Regions from separate parts of the Anser cygnoides genome. Here all the other regions are linked to region 2. The links are chromatin contacts, called in public Hi-C maps. All regions are on one chromosome and are shown on one strand. Each heading gives the region's core, a stretch centred on a gene start, on an enhancer-like site or on the middle of the called end of the contact. The rest is flanking DNA. Distances are from core to core; before and after follow the strand shown.

Region 1 (2,700 bases), core at 89-2,588, 150 kb after region 2:
GCTTTTGGAGATGAGACCAAGGTTCATGTTACCGTGCTATTCCTTGACCTTTCAGAAAATAAAATGGGTGGGAACAGTACTGAGTGAAGGGTCTGCATCCCAGTCATTTTTCCACTAGCTTGTCTGTGTTTACAGCAGCCTGGCTCACGTGTTCCATCTTGGCACTTTTCTCCGATGCTGACATGAGCCTTGCCCACGTCCTGCACTTTGCATTATTGTGGCCTCATCTCAAGCACTGCGTGCAGGTTTGGGCACCACAATATGAGAAAGGCGTAAAACTGTTAGAGAGTGCCCAAAAAAGGGCAGTGAAGATGGTGAAGGGTCTGGAGGGCAAGACGTGTGAGGAGTGGCTGAGGTCCCTCGGTTCGTTCAGCCCAGAGCAGAGCAGGCCGAGGGGAGGCCTCATGGCCGCCTGCAGCTCCCTCACGAGGGGAGCGGAGGGTAGACGCTGAGCTCTGCTCTCTGGGGACAGTGACAGGACCCGAGGGAACGGCATGGAGCTGGGACAGGGGAGGGTCAGGCTGGGTGTTAGGGAAAGGTTCTGCACCCAGAGGGTGGTCGGGCACTGGGACAGGCTGCCCAGGGCAGTGGTCACGGCACCGAGCCTGCTGGAGTTCAAGAAGTGTTTGGACAACGTGCTCAGACACGGTCTGATTTTTGGGTGGTCCTGTGTGGAGCCAGGAGTTGGACTCAGTGATCCTTGTGGGTCCCTTCCGACTTGGGATGTGGTATGATTCTGTGTTGTACTCAGACAGCAAGGAATTGGGTGAAAAGTTTAAACTGAAGACTGATACTTCTGCCTTTCACAGAGGAGAAGCTGGGAATGCCCACAGTTGTGAAGTATTTGCACTTCAGGCTTGCTCTGTGCATCCCACAGGCTCTTGGCACATGAGCTTTGATCCTATTTTCAGTTCCACTGTTTCGTTCTGTTTTTCATCTGGATTTCATGCCTCTTTCAGTGCTCTGTATTTTTTATTAAAAGTTCCTACAGAAGGAGACAAAGGTCTTTTAATCTCTCATCTTATTACATACTTGCTCTCTGAGAAGACAGGTATCACTTCTCTTCCTTCCCTCACTGCTTCCTGGAAGGATTGTTTTGTGCTTCTGTTCAAAAACTACTGTGCATATGTAGGTACTTTGTTTAATACTTTTTCCGTAGTCAAATCCCAGAGCTTTTCATTGGCTTATCCCCAACTAGGGCTGTAGCAGAGAGGCTCCATTCTATGAAGATCTTTGACCTTTTGGTCAAAGAAAAAGCTGCCAGAAAAGTTTAAAAATAAAAAGTGAGAAGGCCTTTAAAGTTCTGGCAACAATGTGTTTTCCCATCTGATTCCTTCCATTCCAAAAAATGGCTACATCTCTATTTCTAAAATTCTATTTCTACTTAGAAATAAACAAACAAAACTGTTTTTATTGGGAAATAGAACAAATCTGGAAAACATCAGCTCACAGGTGAAAGGTTGATTTTTGTTACACGTGACTGCAAAAATGTTTTAGATCTCTGAACAGAAGCACCTGGACAGCTTCAGTTGCAGCTGTTGCCAGGTGCCCCAGCTTTAATGAAATATTTAGATATTGGAGTGGGAACAGTTCCACTATCCTCTCTCCCTACTTGCCAGTTGCCTGCACAGGCATGCTCCTGGTGAAACCACCTTTTCTGCATTTTCTATTGTAGTTTCCTTTTTTCTTTTTCTCTTTAGAGCTGTCTTTTCTTTGGAGAGTCCTTCATAAAACTACAGAGAGCTTTTGCCTCAGAAGCCCAGGGAACATTCTGCAATCCTTTACTAGATGTTTTGAAAGTATGAACTAGAGACAGTATTCTGAGCTCTGCAAATACATACAACAAGACCTAATTTATTGGTATCTTTTTCCCCCCTTTTTGATCAGAATCATAAGCCAGACAATGTTCTGCCATCAGTAGGAGCCGATCAACCAGAACTATCTCAGCAAATTCAGCCTGACCTCAGTTCTCATGATCCCACTTGCATAAAGGTCAGAGACCAAACTTCTGATGAATTCAAGTCAGGCCCCGAAGAAGATGGGCAGTTTTTATCTCACAGCCAGAAGGACGTTCAGAACCTGCAGAACCTAGTTGAGCTGGCCAAGGAAGGACTTACCCTTACTCAGCGGAACCTTGATGTTGACCACATTCAAGCAGCAGAGCAATCAGGTAAATTCTGGCAGCTTTGTGAGCCCTGTCCCTAAGTCCCTTCAGCTACACAGAGCCAGATTTATGCTGTACTAAGTTAGGAGAGCCATGACATTACCCCCAGGATGCTGAAGTTGATCCAGGAGGTGATACTGGGGGGGACAGGACATTTTTCTGCCGTAAACTTTAGTTACAGTGAAACTGACATTTCTAAAGTGATTAATATATCCCAGCATCAAAGAGAACTCCCAGATAGCAGATAATAAATTTTATTTTTAAATTCTCCTAAAGTTATTAAAAGTTTGGGTTTTTTTTGCCAGGATGGAGCCCAGACATGTCTAATGACTGGGCCAAAATGTTCATACCAGCTATTTGGACGCTCTGTTATGTGCACTGTCTTTTTGCGTCTTGAGACTATTGGGTGAAAGAGAAGTGCAAGAGGGATGATTGTATGTTGGTACATTGGTACATAAACCTGAAGTTTATCTGTACCTATACAGAGGCTAAAAAAAAAAAAACAAAACTAGAATTCCTCCCTGGGCTACTCTAAC
Region 2 (2,700 bases), core at 5-2,504:
GGGGGAGACACTGTGAGGGAACACGCTGTGAGGGGGCACAGTGAGGGGGCCGTGAGGGGAGACACTGTGAGGGAACTGTGAGGGGGGACACTGTGAGGGGACATGCTGTGAGGGGAGACACTGTGAGGGGACATGCTGTGAGGGGATACATGGAGGGGGCACACTGAGGGGACTGTGAGGGGGCACACTGTGAGGGGACATGCTGTGAGGGGATACATGGAGGGGGCACACCGAGGGGACTGTGAGGGGGCAAGCTGTGAAGGGGCACACTGTGAGGGGACATGGTGTGAGGTGCCACACTGAGGGACGTGCTTTGAGGGGATACATGGAGGGGGCACACCGACAGGACACGCTGTGAGGCGGCACACTGTGAGGGGGCAATAGGGGGTGCTGCGAGGTGCCCGGCCGAGGCCAGCGGGGGAGGCTGAGGTGAACGACTGGTACGGCACACGGAAGAGGCGGCTGAGGGGGACCGAGGGGGGGCGCGGCGAGCGTGCACCACGGGGGCGTCGAAGGGCAAGCCGATAGCGGCCGCCACACTCCACCACCCGCCCCCCCACCCCAGGACGCCGCGGAGCAACTGAGGACGAACTCCGCTCTTTCCGGCGCCGCTCGCGCCTTTCCGGCGGCGGCGGCGGCGGCGGGGGCGGCGGGGGGGCGTGCCCGGTGCGCGGTGACGCAGCGCGCAGGCGCCGCCCCGTCCCCGCCCCCATGGTCTCTGGAAAAGAGAAGAGAAAAAAAAACTTTTTTTTTTAATTGAGGAATCAACAGCCGCCATCTTGTCGCGGAGCCGGAGCGCGGCGCGAGCGGAGCGGGGCCGGGCCGGGCCGGGCCGGGGCAGCGGGGCCGCCCGCCGGGACACGGGGCAGCCGCGCCGGGCGCCGCCGACGGGCAGCGGGGCTCGGGGCCGCGGGGCAGCGCCGGACGGGGCCCGCCGGGCTCCGCCAGCGGGACCGGGAGCGGCGGCGGCGACCGCGGCGCGCTCATTGTTTTGGGGCGTTTTTTTTCCTAATTTTCCAATTTTCTCTTTTTTTCTTTTTTTTTTCCTCTCCCCCGCCTTCCTCCCCCCTTCCTTCCCCTTTTCTTCCCTCCCTTCCCTTCCCCTCCAAGCTCCCCCCCCCCCCCCCCCCCCCCCCCCCACCGTTTTGGGTCCGCGGCTCGCCGCGGGTGGGGGCGGCGGGGAGCGGGCGGCGGGGGACCGGGAACCGGGGCCGAGCCCCCCCCGGCATCGCGGAGGGCCGAGGAGGGGCGGCGGGGGGGGGGGGGGGGGGGGGGAGGAGGCCCCGCTATGCTCCCCGAGTGACTGCCGGAGCCGCCATCCGGGCACCTCCTCGGCGGCGGCAGGGCGGGGGAGAGGCCGGGAGGAGCGAGGCCGGCAGGGAGGGGGCGCTTGGGTTCTTCCCCCCGAGCCCGCCCCGAGCCCTCCTCCCTGCGGCCTTGCTGCGGCCCCGGGTATGGGGGAGAGGGGGCCGCCGGCGGCCGGGCACTGAGCGGCGCTGTTGTTCGCCATCCCCCTTCGTTCTTCTCCTCCGGGAGCGCCTCGGGACGGGCCCCGAGCGGCGGCGGCGGCTGCCATGGCGGAGAACTTACTCGACGGGCCGCCCAACCCCAAGCGAGCCAAGCTCAACTCGCCGGGCTTCTCCGCGAGCGACAGCACAGGTGAGACCCCGGGGAGGGACGGGGAGGGGTGTGGGGGGGGTGTTTTGGGGGTTCCCCCACCTTCCAGGGGCGAGCGGGCGGGCGGGCCCGGCGACCGTTCGTCGCCGTACGGCGACGAACGGTCGCCGGGCCCACCCGCTCGCCCCCCTTCTCTGAGGGGTCCCCACCCTTCCCTGGGGGTCCCCTCCTCTCCCCGGGGGTCCCCATGCTTCTCCTTCACCCCCCCCCTTCTGCCTACCCCCCCCCCCCCCCGCTGCCACCCCGCTCTGCGTCTCCGGGGCTGTGCTGCGGAGCGAAAAAAAAAAAAAAAAAAACACCCTCAACGCCACATCCCTATCCTGCTTTTTTAATATATGTATTAGTATTATTCTCCTTCTGTTCCCCCCCCATCTCCTTCTATTCCCCCCCTCCCGTCTCTGAGTGCGGTGAGACGGGTTTAAGGCGCTCGGTTCGACCTGTTCCGAGCTCTTTCCCTATTTAAAATTTAAAAAAAAAAAAAAAAAAAAAAGAATCTGCAGACCCGCTCAGGCGCTCAAGTTGTGATGAAATGCCCGGCAGCCCGGCGGTAGCTGCGACTCGTCTCCGCGTCGCGTAGCGTCTTCGCCCTGCTTCCCTTGTCCGAGGGGGCTCGTAGGTGATAAAACGCAGCAAAATTTCTCGTTTCCAGCAAGCGTGCGCCCGTCGCGAGTACGCACGTGTGTGCATAAGCGCGTGTGTGCGTGTACTCAAGTCTTGAAGCGTTCCGTTTTAATCGCCGAGGCAGTGCCTTCATAGGATCGTGTAGTGTGTTTGACTTGCACCTCTGTTCTCAGAGATTCCTGAATCTCGTCGAAGGGTCGGCGATAAGTTAATCGTGGTGTGCCTGCTGTGTTTTTATGGATAGGAAAAAAATATTACTATAATTGAGCTGATAAATTCTGTGGTTTTTTTTTTCAGTTTGCTTGGTGTGCATTTGGCAGTAGCTTACAGATACTTCAGGCTTTTTATTTTTTCTAATTCATGAAATCTTTTTCTTCTCAACCTCCCAAGAAATGAAACATG
Region 3 (2,700 bases), core at 84-2,583, 170 kb after region 2:
GGCTCTGAAGAGGAGGAGTTGCCAAGTGGCCCCTGTGCAGGTAAAGCACATTAGACTTCTGGGGAAATGCCGGTCAGAGAGGTAAAAATCTGACTTGCCAATGTCTTATCCCCCTCTGGAGATGAGCAGGAAAGAAGATGGAGCTTGCTTGTGTGTCCACAGCCAGACAGTGTCTCACAAAAATAGCAGGGTTGACCCAGAGTGCATCTTTCCCATCTCCTATGCAGTACCTAGGCAGGGCTGCACACTTGCTCTCTGACAGCCAGGGGCCTACCATCAGCTTGCAGTTATTAATTTGGTTTCTTTGTTGCTTCTGTGGCTGGTTGGCCCCTCTGGAGCAGTTGTGCTAGACTCTCAACATCTCCTGTGCCTGACACTTCTTACCAGTAAGCTCAGGTCAGACTTTGAGGAGCAGAGCAGGCTTTTGTGTTTGCCAGGAGCTTTCCTGTTTGCGGAGCCCTCGGTAGCTCCGAGCTGGTTGGGTTCCTGGGGGCTTTGGTGGATCGTCCACGCAGCACCGCTGCACCCTGCCCATGGGGTGCTGAGGGAGGCCTGGCTGTGCCCCGCTGGGGCACGTCAGCAGGATGAAGCTCTCTGTAACACAGTAATTTTCTCTCATTTGAGCTTTCTGGGCAATTACATATATTAGCAGTGCTTCTGACTAAGGCAGATATCCATGCTATTTAAGTAATGAACGAAAGTAGGTTCCTTATTGGGCAATGCCTGAAGTTTTTTTTAAAAGATCTTATAAAATGCGTTGTTAAAGCTAAAAGTCAGGGGAACCAGCACCCCTACTAGTGTTGTAGAGCCATGCTGTAACAGAAGCGGGCCTTTCTGACACCGAGGCGCGCATTGTGGTGCTGTCCCCACCAGCCATTCTGCTCGGGATTCTCCTTTTATTGCAGCTGACCGGGGGCAAGGAGGAGGCGAACGCCCACCGGGGCCGCCCGGCACAGCCCGGGGGCCTCCTCCGCGCTGCCAGGAGCTGGCTTCAGCGGCCGCCTCCCGCCGCCGGCCGGCACCGGGCCTCAGGAGGGCCGCGGGCCGCCGCCCGCCATTTTCCGCCTCCCTCAGAGGCGAGGGCGCCGCCCGCCATTGGCCGTCGCCATCACGTGTTCCCCGCACACAGCGGCTGCGGGGAGCTGCTGCCGTGCGGGGCCGGGGCCGCGGTGCGGGGCCGCGGGGGGCCGCGGGGTGCGGGGAGCTGGGGCTGCCCGGGGGGGGGGGGGGGCTCCTCGGGGGGTTGTTGTGGGCCCCCCTCCCCGTCGGAGCGCCCCGAGAAAGGGCAGAGGCGGGCTGACGGCCCCCCCTCTTCTCCCCGAGCAGGACCCCCCGGAGCGGAGCCGGCCATGATCTCCCACGCGGACCGGGAGGAAGAGCTGCGGGCCTCCCGCCTGCGCGCGGTCGAAGGGAAGGCAGCTCCGAATGGCAGCCGTCCAGGTAAGGGGCCGGTGCGACCGGCTGGGAGCCTGCCGCCGGGGAAAACGGCTCTGGCACCCCCCCGGATCCTGCCAGAACGTGCAGCAGTGGTCGTACTGGGTCACACCATGGTCTGTCGAGCGTTGTCTGCCCCGACAACGGCTGTCACCGGACACAGGCAAGAGCAAACAGGCGGTGCTGTGTCCATGTGCCTTCTCAGGCCTCAGCAGCCTGCGTCTTCACAAGCTCCTGAGCTAGATGTCTTGGTATCTCATAGCCCGCTTTGTATTTTGTTGCCTTCTGGATTTATTTGCATTTTTAGCATCCATGACAGCTTACAGGAAGGAATTCCACAGCTTAGTTAGCTACCTCCTTTGGTTTGCTTTGAAGCCGCCTTCTAGTAGTTCATTTGATGCCAGTAACTCTATTTTCAGAGCAAATGGGGCAGAATGGATCCCTACCCCCTCCACAGGCCACTTGTGCTTTTACAGACATCTGTTATATCCCCTATCAACTGTAGCTTTTGCAAGCAGAACGGACAGATGAGTCATCTCCAGTACAGAAGCTGTGCCATGCCTTTGATCATTCTTTTTTCAATGTATTTTTCTCAGTGCTATTAGAGCTTTTGTAAGGTGGGGGATCCATCCTCCCCCTTGCATGTAATCAGGATGTGGACTTACTGTGGATTCAGAGAAGCAGGGAAGAATGACACTCTATTTTTCCCCTCTATTCTTTTCCCAACAGTTGCTAATATTTGGTTAGCTGTTTTGCATGCCCAGCAGCTGTGGTTTTCATCAATGTTTTCTAGTGCCAAGATGCTATTCCTGAATGATACCAAGAACACCCTAGGCTCATCCTCGTATAAATGCAAGGTATAGAGGCTTTCTTCCCCTGCAGTTCTTTGTTTACCTGCAGTGAATGTCCCCTGTTGTTCCCCTGCCACCTAACTGGTCACTATCACAAGGCTCCGCCACAGCTGATCTTTACAGTCATCCTTTGTTTCCTTAACCCTGGATAACACAGACTCATCAGCAGACGTCTCCACTTCCCCCTTTGCTCCATTAGTACCTTCTTTTGGGTCACTTTTTCCATGGCAATTTAGTTTCTTCATCAGTTTTGGTGAAGCAAAAATGTCATTCAGGAATGTTTTTGGATGCCTGATCTCCCTTTTGCTAACACTGGTGTTATCTCTGAAGAACTCTAAGTGGTTTGTGAGATGAGACTACTTTTTCCAAAGGCCATGCCAGCTCTTCCCCAGTATGCCCTCTTTGATCATCTGTC

The links. A called contact is a pair of places that touch in the nucleus more often than the background predicts.
Region 1: a Hi-C map of liver shows a contact between it and region 2, with 4 times the contacts expected there. The contact joins the enhancer-like site here to the promoter of CREBBP in region 2. A contact is called at or near these places in 2 of 7 Hi-C or Micro-C datasets (granulosa cells and liver).
Region 3: a contact with region 2 is called in a Hi-C map of liver, with 5 times the contacts expected there. The contact joins the promoter of LOC106033411 here to the promoter of CREBBP in region 2. A contact is called at or near these places in 3 of 7 Hi-C or Micro-C datasets (granulosa cells and liver).

What each region holds. Positions count from the first base shown.
Region 1 is chr15:11,701,594-11,704,293 of Taihu_goose_T2T_genome, reverse strand. It overlaps SLX4 (SLX4 structure-specific endonuclease subunit), which reads left to right. Exons shown (of 8, transcript XM_066977620.1): 8 at 1,888-2,060. Among named protein-coding and RNA genes, the nearest start is that of SLX4, 17 kb to the left of the region's middle. Within about 2 kb of position 1,338, at least 1 of the 3 cell types and tissues checked has open chromatin away from gene starts, as enhancers often do. A contact at or near this core is called in liver, where this site is marked.
Region 2 is chr15:11,847,436-11,850,135 of Taihu_goose_T2T_genome, reverse strand. CREBBP (CREB binding protein) reads left to right here and starts at 1,254. Exons shown (of 30, transcript XM_066977615.1): 1 at 1,254-1,659. The coding sequence starts at 1,575.
Region 3 is chr15:11,680,246-11,682,945 of Taihu_goose_T2T_genome, reverse strand. It overlaps LOC106033411 (zinc finger protein 436-like), which reads left to right and starts at 1,333. Exons shown (of 2, transcript XM_013176864.3): 1 at 1,333-1,440. The coding sequence starts at 1,350. It overlaps HMOX2 (heme oxygenase 2), which reads left to right and starts at 1,345. Exons shown (of 6, transcript XM_048061132.2): 1 at 1,345-1,440.